Linked DNA regions of Mus musculus: region 1 is linked to region 2. The links are chromatin contacts, called in public Hi-C maps. All regions are on one chromosome and are shown on one strand. The core of a region is the stretch at or near the end of the contact, and the rest is flanking DNA. Distances in the headings are between cores, read along the strand shown.

Evidence for each region. A called contact is a pair of places that touch in the nucleus more often than the background predicts.
Region 1: a contact with region 2 is called in a Hi-C map of bone marrow-derived macrophages, with 19 read pairs. The contact joins two enhancer-like sites. A contact is called at or near these places in 3 of 15 datasets of contacts at CTCF or cohesin (the NIH/3T3 cell line, embryonic stem cells and large pre-B cells), 5 of 484 Hi-C or Micro-C datasets (the G1E-ER4 cell line, the HPC-7 cell line, bone marrow-derived macrophages and 2 more) and 1 of 115 datasets of contacts at active chromatin or transcription factors (Th17 cells).

What each region holds. Positions count from the first base shown.
Region 1 is chr17:8,191,448-8,197,220 of GRCm38.p6, reverse strand. It overlaps Cep43 (centrosomal protein 43), which reads right to left. Exons shown (of 12, transcript NM_201230.5): 11 at 4,940-5,036; 12 at 751-2,700. The coding sequence ends at 2,626. Among named protein-coding and RNA genes, the nearest start is that of Cep43, 29 kb to the right of the region's middle. Within about 2 kb of position 1,325, at least 79 of the 459 cell types and tissues checked have an H3K27ac peak or open chromatin away from gene starts, as enhancers often do. A contact at or near this core is called in bone marrow-derived macrophages and regulatory T cells, where this site is marked.
Region 2 is chr17:7,865,826-7,870,945 of GRCm38.p6, reverse strand. All of the region lies in intron 5 of Gm1604a (predicted gene 1604A), which reads left to right. Among named protein-coding and RNA genes, the nearest start is that of AU041480, 31 kb to the right of the region's middle. Within about 2 kb of position 2,110, at least 42 of the 459 cell types and tissues checked have an H3K27ac peak or open chromatin away from gene starts, as enhancers often do. A contact at or near this core is called in bone marrow-derived macrophages and regulatory T cells, where this site is marked.

The DNA.
Region 1 (5,773 bases), core at 76-2,575, 330 kb before region 2:
TTTGGGGTGCTCAGACAACATCCAGGGACATGGATCATTCCAGAATGAGTGCTGTGTGACTACTTCCCACCAATTCAAACACTCCCTCTTGCAGGGAGAAGGCAGGCACAAATGCAACAGAAACTTGTAAACTCGGTAAGTTTAGGAAGCTACAAGTCTAGTGACTCCCTCTCCAAGGTTAGATATGCAGTGCACAGTTGCCAAGGACACTCCTCAGACGAGCTGTTGGTTAGGATGCTCTAGGGATGCTGGATCTAAGTAGTCACATGAGTTGGTGTGGGCTCTGTAATTAGCCCCAATAAACCGACAAGTTCACCGAACCAGACTTGAATGGTTTCTTGGGTATCCTATCTAGGTGAATGACATTTGTTCATGTCTCCCACAACAGAGAAATCAAACACAAGGATAAACCTAAGTGGAGAGAGAGTACTTAGTCTAGTGTGACATTTTTACTGAAAATCACCCTTGTGTGGCTGCGAGGAAGCCATTTCAGACAAGGAAAGGTGAATACAAGCACCTTGAGAAGCTGTGGGGTGCAGAAGCTTGGGGGCCTGCAGGACCCAGTTCTAGGACAGTGAACAGAGGCTTGAGATGGCACGAAGAACAAGGGAGGCAGGAGCACCATCTGCTGCTGTAGTACACGAGGGGCAAGATGGTTGCTCATCAAAATGAAATGGCATTTTACAAAGCAAAGTAGAGCATTTAAAAAACAAAAACAAAACAAAAAAACCAACACTGTAAAATGGAGGATACTGCCGGCCAACATTTTAATCCACTGTTCAAAGAGACATTTATTACATGCAGAACCTGTCATTCATTTCACACATTAAGGTTTAACAGGTTAACAATATCTAAGCAAGGAATACTGTAGAAACCACTTCTTCCCTGTTGAATTTCACATTTTTAGAAGTATTCAATACCTGCATGTAGTGCTGACCACAAAGTTGAAGCCTGCTTTTTCTTTCCACCCTCTCAAGACTTACCAAAAGGTCAGTCACTGGGTAATAGAAAGTCTCAAATTTCACATTTGACTGTTGGAAAGTCTTCCTCAAATATACAAAGCCACATCCTGCCATGCTTGCAGGCCAGTTCACTAACTGGAGTGCCTACCAAATATTAAGGCACACATCTGATCCAGACTCCAGATGCTCAGCAGCCCCAGGCTCTTCCACAGTACTGAAGAGATGACAGGGCACAGCATTATCTAACAAGACGACGACAGCATCTTCATCCAGTGCTGATCCGAAGAGTCAAGCATGGGGCAGACTAAGAACTTAAGTACCCAGGGCTTCCAGGACACCTCTGTTTCTGTCCTACTTCCTCTTGATGATTATAGCTCAGTTTCACTTAAGTTTTAAAAAGCCAGACTCTGTTGTCAGAGAGCCCGAGTCTTTATTACTATATTTTCACTTCCTCTACACTTACGCCTGATAAACGTCGATGTGCTTACGCACTATGGACTGGAAAGTGGCACTGATACAAACCACAGCACCTGCTCACTCACTCACTCACCATGGATCAGTGATGTCCAATTTCTCTTTTAATAATAAAGGTAGCTTTTAATAGTCATAATTGAAATAAAATGCACCTAAGTTTCACACAGTCCCAAATTTTAGTGGTATGACTCATGCACTGGGCTGAGTTTCTATCTGTACATTTTCAATACTTTAACATTACAGACGCCACTGTCCTATATCGCTGCAGTACTACATAAACAGTGTACATTAGATCTGCCACGAATTCTACTATTGGCTTTATTTTTAAAGAACTACAATGCAATTATGTACAGTATACAAAGTTTGTCAAACTGAATATGCATGGTCTTAGGCCATTACTACTATTTCACTCCAATTTGGATTTAAATATAATCAACTTACAGATCTGAAATAAAAGCACTGCTTAATGGTTTCAGATGCATTTTGGTATTGAATGTTTCAAGGCATTTTTAAAAATAATAAATTACGACTGTAATGAAGTAATCTGTGACTATAGCTGCTTACAGACAGCAGGAAGAACGTGACCTTAACTGGTAACTGTTATTGACAAGTCTATGAATTAAGAGTACTAATCATTTCTAGTTTAAAACAAGCAAAACTAAGAGTACAGAGTACTTGAATATAACCGTAATGGTCTAACAAACCTTCCAAATGGAAGGAGATACAAAATAAAGTTCATAGATCAATTTACCTTGTACTGATACTCTTCAGCACCATGGACTTACCAGGTCAGTTCACCAACTCTGGGCTAACCCGCCTGATACACACTAAGTGGGCGAGCTCCCTGGAGCAGCCACAGACACATAGTGGCACAAACCATGGCTGTACTGACCCTCTTTCTGCTCTTTAACACTGATATTTCACGGTTCCCTTGCTATAGTGAGCCTGACTACAGATGATTTCCTTGGAGCCATGCAGTTAAACCAAATTCAGAAGAATGAATCTCCTAGAAATGGCTCATATAGGAAGTATATGTTTACTAAACCGAAAAGTTTAATTTTAAAAATATCTGCAGTCTTTTTGAAATGCAAGGCACCAGCAGGAGCGGACATTCCAGCAAGAGTGACTGAGGAAAATGGAGCCAGTGATTCGTTTGTCCTCTGTTGCTCAGAATACTTCCTTTTCCTGTCTATGCAACATCTTCCAGATAGTCAGCAACATCACTGAGCTGGGAAACAGTCAGGTCTTGTGTGAGGTCATCGAGCTTTGTTGTCCAAAAGAAAGAGAAAAATCAGTATAAGCAAAGTCTGAATCAATCTGTATATTGTTAGATTTAAACGTATATATTTATAAACATATAACTTATCTTTTAAAGTCTGCTTGGGGGGGCCAGCCCTGGACTAGAGATGGCTTATGGGGAACAGGGACACTAGGTGAGAACAAGTCTCCTCTGCAAACTTTGTGACACTCTCTTAACTCTGCTCATCTGGCCCTTTGCATCTTTCTTTGTTATTCTTTGGATATAGGAAATGTTAAAAATAGAATCTCTTCAAATAAACCACCCTCCTTCTCTCCTATGGCCAAACAGCAGTCTTGGTATACAACTTTCTGTCACAAAGAAAATTGTAACTATTGTACATAACCTTAAAGTTGTTGTATTGTTTAAAAAGAAAATCAAAAAAGCCCACACATTGCAAAATCCAGAATCCTTTGGATCTGTATGTCTTTTTACTAATTGTTATTAAATAATGAATTCCTTAACGTAATCCATTGTATTTGCAAGACAACTGACTACTGTATTAAAGCCAATTTTAGACTAGAGACAAGAGCGGGGTGGGTGGGGAACTATAAATAAGAAAGATCTGTCATCATCTACAGGAGACGTCTGTCTCCACTGAGCTGCTGGGCTCAGCAGTGCTGCTGACTCCTGTGTGACTCTGCTCTATGCTCAGTCTGTGAGTCAGCTCCAATAGCTTAAGGTGGACTCCTTTCTATTTTATACGCACTCTGATCAAGCTTGCTGCAAACAATGTCAATCTGATTTCTTCCTTGGCTATTTGGATGTTTATTCTCTCTCCCGCCCGACCGCTCTGGCTAGGCTCTCCCGCACAGTGCTAAATCATGGTGGTCAAAGTGTTGAGTGCTGTGAAAGTCTGAAAAACAGTAGTTGTTTTTCTTCCTCTTGCCTCCCGGTCTCAGTTACTGCTGGCTGCTGCTGGGGATCAAACCCAAGCCTCACTCTTGCTACCTAAGTGCTCTATTGCCCAGCTCGCCTGCTTGTTTCTGTTTTGAAATCTGTGATATCACCAAGAAGATGAGTTAGCAACTGACCTCTAACATGAATTCCATTACAAATGCTACACAAAAATAATAATGCTCAGTATAGTCTTTGATAAGACTTCAAACTGTTTGACTCTTCTGGATGGTAACTGGTGTAAAGGTTAGAGAAGAACCCATCTTATATCCTGGGGTAGTAATTACAGACGGTCTCTCGCCTGGTGTCATTTAAGTGCTAACATTTTCACCTTATAAAAGAAACTGGTAAAGCTGGGCATAGTGGTAGCACTTGGAAGACAAAAGGCAGGCGGATCTCTGTGAGTTCCAGAACAGTCAGAGACTGAATCTAAAAAAAAAAACAAAACCAACAAAAAACACCTCCCAAACCAACAAAAAACGAAAAAACAATCAAGAACAATGGAAAAAATAAACCACGCCAACAAAAAGAAACTGAGATGTTAAGACTCATGCTTACCTAAGACAACTAGCTTCTGAAAGGTGGAGGCAAGAGACTTGGTTCAAGGTTGGGGCTTGCCTTTGCTACATATTAAGTTCAAGGACCCTATCTCAAAAAATCCAAACCAGACAACAAAGGAACTCAATACAATAAAAATAACATAAACTCAAAATTTGCTTACTTCTTCTAAAATACCATCTTTCTTGAAGGCCTTCTCCTTGTGTGATAATCGGAACTCAGCCTACACTCACCTTTTTTGAAGGCCTCGGGCATCTTCTAGTTATCTCATGACACGAGAGGGCAGACCCACCCAAGTTGTGAACAACAGAGATGATGCAGCTTATCTCTGTTGGGTGAAAAGCTCCAGTGTGGATCTTAACAATGGATTCCGGGCTTTAACCTCAAGTAAAGGCTGTTTCCTTTTGCTCTCCTGCCTTGGGGAGCCTGAGATGACCAGAAGTCCATCCCACCCCCACCTTTCCCAGGAAACAGAACCTCACCTGTGACCCTAAGAGAGGCAACATCTGACTCGAGTCCTGATCCCTTGTGGCCACTCTTAATCAGAAGCAAGTCCAGAGAGGCCTGCCAGAGCACAAGTACCAGCTAATGATAGCCGAGTCTCACAGACCCCTAAAGGTTTGCTTCAGACTTGGAATATGTAAGTGTCATCAACTTCTGTGATTTTCAACCATATTTTACTAGTCATATACATTTCCTAGGCCTCACAAGTCATTAAGTGGACAGACACACCCAGACTGTGGCCCCTTACTTTATCACTGGTGTTCCCGTCCTCTACTCCCATGGAAAGGTCTTCTTCAATCTCTTCACCAATACTTAGCTCACTTTTTTCTGAGCGATGGCTAGCACTAATTAAAAGAGGGGAAAACGACAAAGAACTCTGAAGAACAACTACTATTGCTCAAACTTTCCAGAGATTCTTAACCCTCTAAATACCATACAAAACCAACATTAAACATCAACTTCATATATAACATCTGAGAAAGCTGACAAGGGCTGCAGAGGCAATCACAGGGAAAACCTGATCTCTCAAATGCCACTCGTCATATGCTATTGCTATCTCTAAAACACAGTATAATAAATTATAGTAGTAAACAGGAATCTCTAAGCAAAAGAAAAGTGTCAAAATACCCAGACATGCTATTTGAATTTTCTAATCCTATCTATAACAAATATTATTTTCCCATTAAAAGGCAATTCATACAAGAAAGTTACCTCAAACAAAATGTTAAGTAATGTCATATTGAAGAAGGCAGTTTTGCTTAAAGTCAAACTCAGATGATTCCCACCCCCAAAGACAAAAATGTGCCTTAGGATAAGCTAGCGATTTGGTTTTGAGTGACAGGCTAACAACATCTCAGCCACTTCTTTATTTTTTCCAACCCCCGGCCCCAACACGGCGTACATACTCATCTGTACTGTACTGTGAGATGAAGAAGTCACTCCAACATATAATTTTGGAGTAACTATCTTTCTGTACTTTCAATCAACATGAAAAAGATAATTAAACACCAAATAAACCCAATGTAATTTTGCCATATCTGTATTCAGAAAGTATTTAAAGATTCATATATTCACCTCAAGG
Region 2 (5,120 bases), core at 861-3,360:
GCCTGATTCCCTTGCGCTCAAGTCTGCAGAATTTTGTACTTAGTTGCTATGTCATAGCATGGCCGTGAGCTCAAAGGAAACACACAGACCACTTGGCAAGACAGATTTCTTTTTTAGGTATCTTTAGAAACTAAAGAGCTCAGAGCCTCTACCCTCTAATTACAGACTGCACCCTACAGCATTGGTGAAGCTGAGCCTGGCTATGGGGACAGGCACTGAGTCCACCCCAGAAGCAGCAGCTGGGTAACTTTAGTGTCCCTTGGTTCTTGAACATTGCTTGACTCCTCAATTCCCTTTTTTCCTACTGATGTTAGCTTATGTTGTAGAACGATGTCAGGGAACCTCGGGTCAGAGAAGCTGCCCGCTGCATCAGATCAGCTGCGCCTGCTTGCAAGAATCCATAATTACAGCATTTATAGCCTGTTCCCATTCTCTCTGGGGCCGGAGTAGAGGGGCTGGCAGTCACGGGAGCCTATCCACTCCTCCAAGCCTCTCGTCTGCAATTCTGCTTTAATTGCAAGAGACATCCTGATCTTGGGAGACAACAGAATTTGTAGATTTGTAGGCTGCAGAAATGAAAGGGGCCCCGTCTAGGCAGCTATGGGGAAGCCATCATCCATGCTGGTCAAAGAATTTGCATGTGGCTACAGTAAATCCTCCTCCCATCCATGCTCTCTGAGGAACCCCAACCTACTTTTTAGCTGACCAGGGTGGACACTGGCAGAATCTGTTCTTTGCTGTGTTGTTAGGACCTCACGGGGAGGGGTGATATTGTCTCTGTCTCCCCAGGGAAGGGGTCTTCACAGTAGTTGTGATGCACTGTAGCATCTACAGATACCTTGAAGCCTTTGAAGTGTGAACACCTTATGTCCCGGGTCCACCCTTTTGGCTTCTCTGGCTGTGTTGTAATCTACAACGTTCAAGCTCAAGAAAAGCACAATTCAGTTATTGAAAAAAATGCAAAAAACCCCAAAACAACAACAAAAAGCACCCCAAAACAAAACAAAAGAACAAAACCAAAAACCAAAACCAAACCAAACAAACAAACAAAACCCCTTTCCTCATGGCATTTTATGTAGGTTTATGATTTTGTGTTGACCTACAGTTGTCCCTGGCCTGAGGTTTAGACATCCTGGGACATATGACATTTATATATTCAAGTATTTGGTTCCTTGCTAGTAAATTGAAATTAACCTTAATCCCATTTTAAAAAAAAACCAAATCATTTTTATTTCTTAATTATGTATCCGTCAGATCTCCTAGAAATACAGGTGGTTGAGCCCCTGGGATGAGAACCCAACTTGGAGCCGTTTTGAGAATAGTGCATGCTCTTAACTGCTGAACCATCTCTCCTGTTCACCTCTCCTGAAAGAGCTTCTGTGGATTTGCCATGTTCCCTGTGAGATGCAGAAGAGAGCGGGGTGTTCCCAAGTGACGATAAGTGCTTATGACCCCAGGTAGACCCACACACCTTCGTAGAGACTTTATTGACTCCCAAGCCTCACTCAGACTTTTGCTCTAATTTCTCTGCTGTCTGGGGAGCTTTGGGAACATGGCGTACAAGTGGTAGCTGAGGAGAGGAAGTTCCTGTCGCTGTCCCAGAGAATCCGACCCCATCTTTCACATCCTCTTTGCATTCCCCAGGCCCTCTGACCGCAGTCAGGTCTCCACTGCATAAGGCTTCATTCAAATAGATCCTTAAATGCACCAGTCTGTCCTCTGCAGTCTCTCTTCCTCTTCCCTCCTTTCCTCTCATCAGTGCCCCAACATCTCTCTATCCCTCCATCCTGCCTCAGTTACCAGAAGCACCCCGCCTAGAGACTTCTGCCACTGAGATCGGGTGGTGCCCTCAGGTTTTTCCTTGTCTATGCCCCTCACCCCCACCCTGTACAGATGTCCTGGGATCAGAGGCTGCTGGGAATGGGGGGGGGGGGAGGGTGGTGTGGACTTCTCCACTGCATGATCTTAATTTCTATAGGAGGAGAGACAGCAAGGAAGACTGTTTCTGTCCCAGACTGCAGTGGCTTTCCTGTAAGGGCTCCCAACAGCTGTGCAAAAGCAGAACCTGTCTAGACTGGGGGCTCCCAAGGCTGGGAAAGAGGTTGTCCCAGCGGTGAGTTCTCCGTGGGGGAAAGAGCAAGGTCGCCCTCTACAGGCAGCAGTGGGCTCTGTTGTATCTTCAGAGTTGCTGACTTCTCAGCTCTGCCTGTGTAGACATGAATTGGTGTTGAAGGTAGCCTGGAATGGGGCCTTGAGAGAATCCCGGGGTAAAGAGGGCTGCAGTGTAGTTCTTCTGAAGCCACTTTGGCCTTCTCGATGTGCCCCACTGCCAGGAGTAGCGTCTGTGTTCTTCTTGGCTCCACAGTCATGCCGTTTTAATTTCATCTAACTCCCCCCATGCAAAGGGCTTTCTTTAGGTAAGAACCGAGGCTTTGGTTTCATCGAGATCAGTTCTGGGGTTCCTGAGTTTCTCACCATCTGTGTGACCCACTCACTGCCCAGGACCTCGTTGCAGTAGTAGCCGGTGTATCCCTGCCCAAGGTGAGCTCTGGGAAATGTCGAGACTATTGAGCTCCGTTGTTGTGGGCAGCATCTGACCTGCGAGTGCTGAATGCTCAGATGCTGGGACAAATGTCTGTCCTGCTTGGGGCAGGTGAGCACTTTAACAATCTCATCTTTAGGGCTATCCATCGAGAAGATTGTAAATAACTGCTTGCTGCTTTTGTGATTTTTTTTTTCCCTTATGTTTGGTGATTCCTTTTGGGGCTACATCCACACGGTGCCAAAAGTACCCAGGTAACTCAGTAAGCACCTCTCAGATCATCCATGTAACATGTGTGACGCTCTCTCCTCCTTACCCCTTGCCCTGCTGGAAGGGAGTTAGCCTAAACCAGAATAAACACGTTGATCAATGGTACCCCAGCACTCACACCAGTGATGCAGGGTCAGGGATATCTGTCTGCTTGGAGGATCGATTGGTAAGGGGTAGATGGAGAATTGCCATGAGTGTAACCATGTCAGAAGCATCCACAACAATAATTTAATAAGCTATGTCAGTTTCCTTGGTTACAATTTCCCTCCAGTGTTAGCCATTGGCCATCACAGGTTCTTTGATGCTCATCTTAAATACTCATATCGACTCAGAACACACATTCACATCATTCAGTGTGTAGATATATATGAAATCCATATCAATGTACATATGTGAAATATAGATGTATGTATACACATATACGAGGTATATAGAGATGTATGTACATGAAATATTATAGATGTATGTATATATACACACATATGAGATATATAGAGATGTATGTACATGAAATATTATAGATGTATATATACACACACACATATGAGATATATAGAGATGTATGTAGATACACAGGTTACCGAGGGTAACGAAGCCTCGGCTGACTTCCTGAGGGCGGTGGCACATTGCTGGCACAGGTAAGGAGCGCCATCACAGGGTCAGATATTAACTAATCTAGTTGGAAAGTTGCTACAAGCGTCAGGCTGAGCTGCAGAGGCACAGAACTGGAGCTGGCCGGTCAGACACAACTCAAGGGAACAAACATTGAACACTGGACCAGGTGGAATTTTAGACCCAAAGACAGTAGCAAGTTTTCTGCTGGCGAGTCCCTTGTAGCACACCGCATGGTTGGGTGACTGGTTGGCAGCGTCATTGCCAGTGTAGTGTTAGGCTCCATTCCTTTCCTGGGGTCCAAGTGATGGCCTCGCCACCGGCTGTCCCACTCATCCATCCCCTTGCCCTGAGCTCCTGTTCCTTCAGACTGATGACTTTATCTCTTCCAAGTGACTTGACCTCGCGCCCCCCCCACCCCCACACTGGTGTTTCAAAACAGGGTTTCTCTGTATTGCCCTGGCTGTCCTGGAACTCACTCTGTAGACCAGGCTGGCCTGGAACTCAGAGATCCGCCTGCCTCTGCCTCCTGAGTCCTGGGATTAAAGGTGTGCACCACCACACCCAACTACGCCACCTTACAGCAGGGGTTAGGATGTTCCCTGAACCTTTACTGGTCTTACCCATTGCTCTTTGCAAAGAAGCCTGGAAGGCCAGGCTGAGCTGCTGCCCCACTGCACTGACTGGGGCTTCCCAGTTCACAGTAAGACAGAGGTCATGTTCTCTTTCTCCTTACACAGCCCCCTTGAAACTCAGGATAAACATTGGGACTCTGTCTGATGCCCTGGATTGGCTGCAGAGGGGGTGAGGGGAACCAGAAGGGAGGAGTGCCTGAAGGAGGATCCTGGGCTTGAACCTGTGAGCCCAGTGCACCACTCATTCTCCCATAGACACTGACTCCCCTCTGTCGCAGGGTTCTCCCTGTCCAATTCTATTAATGCAGAGGAGGTCTGGGGGAAAGGGAGGCAGAGCCAAGAGTTGCAGGGAGGGGGGAGGGGGAGAGCGAGAGAGAGAGAGAGAGAGAGAGAGAGAGAGAGAGAGAGAGAGAGAGAGAGAGAGAGATATCTGGAGGAGAGAGAACCAGAATGGAGGCTGACGTTCTCAAATGGTTAGAATAATTGGGTTAAAGTTTTATCATTATCAATTGGTTCTGAAATTATTGTATTGACATCTTGTAAATTGTGATTTTTATTGATATATAAGTCTAATTGGTTAACTATAAGCTTAGTCTTCATGCTACTAGGTAATTAGGCGTTGAGATGGCTGACCTGGGGCTTTGTGTGGTAGAAAGAGAAACTCACCCCTCCCTCCCAGATGGCCAGGCGGGAGCCCAGTGGCTGAGAAAGAGCCTGAGACAAGCAAGTGAGATAAGCTGACAAGGGGGCTAGCTCCAGAGAGTTGGCAGAGGCAGGGGCAGGGAGTGTGGCCTGGCCCTGCTGAGAGTTGGCAGGTTCACTTTTTTTTTGACATTTCCCGAAACCCCCCTCCCTCCCCTGTAAATTCGATGGCTGTGTTTGCGTTTGCATTTTCCTTGCTCTTGAGATAGCCAGTTCTCTAAATTGCATCTTTTATGAAAGTTTACGTTCTCATGAAAGGAAATGAAATTGTCAGAGACCAGGTGGGAAACAATTTAGGGAGGTAGGCGAAGAGTCATTGTCCCTTTCTTGGGACTCAAAATATTTCTGCTACTTTGCTT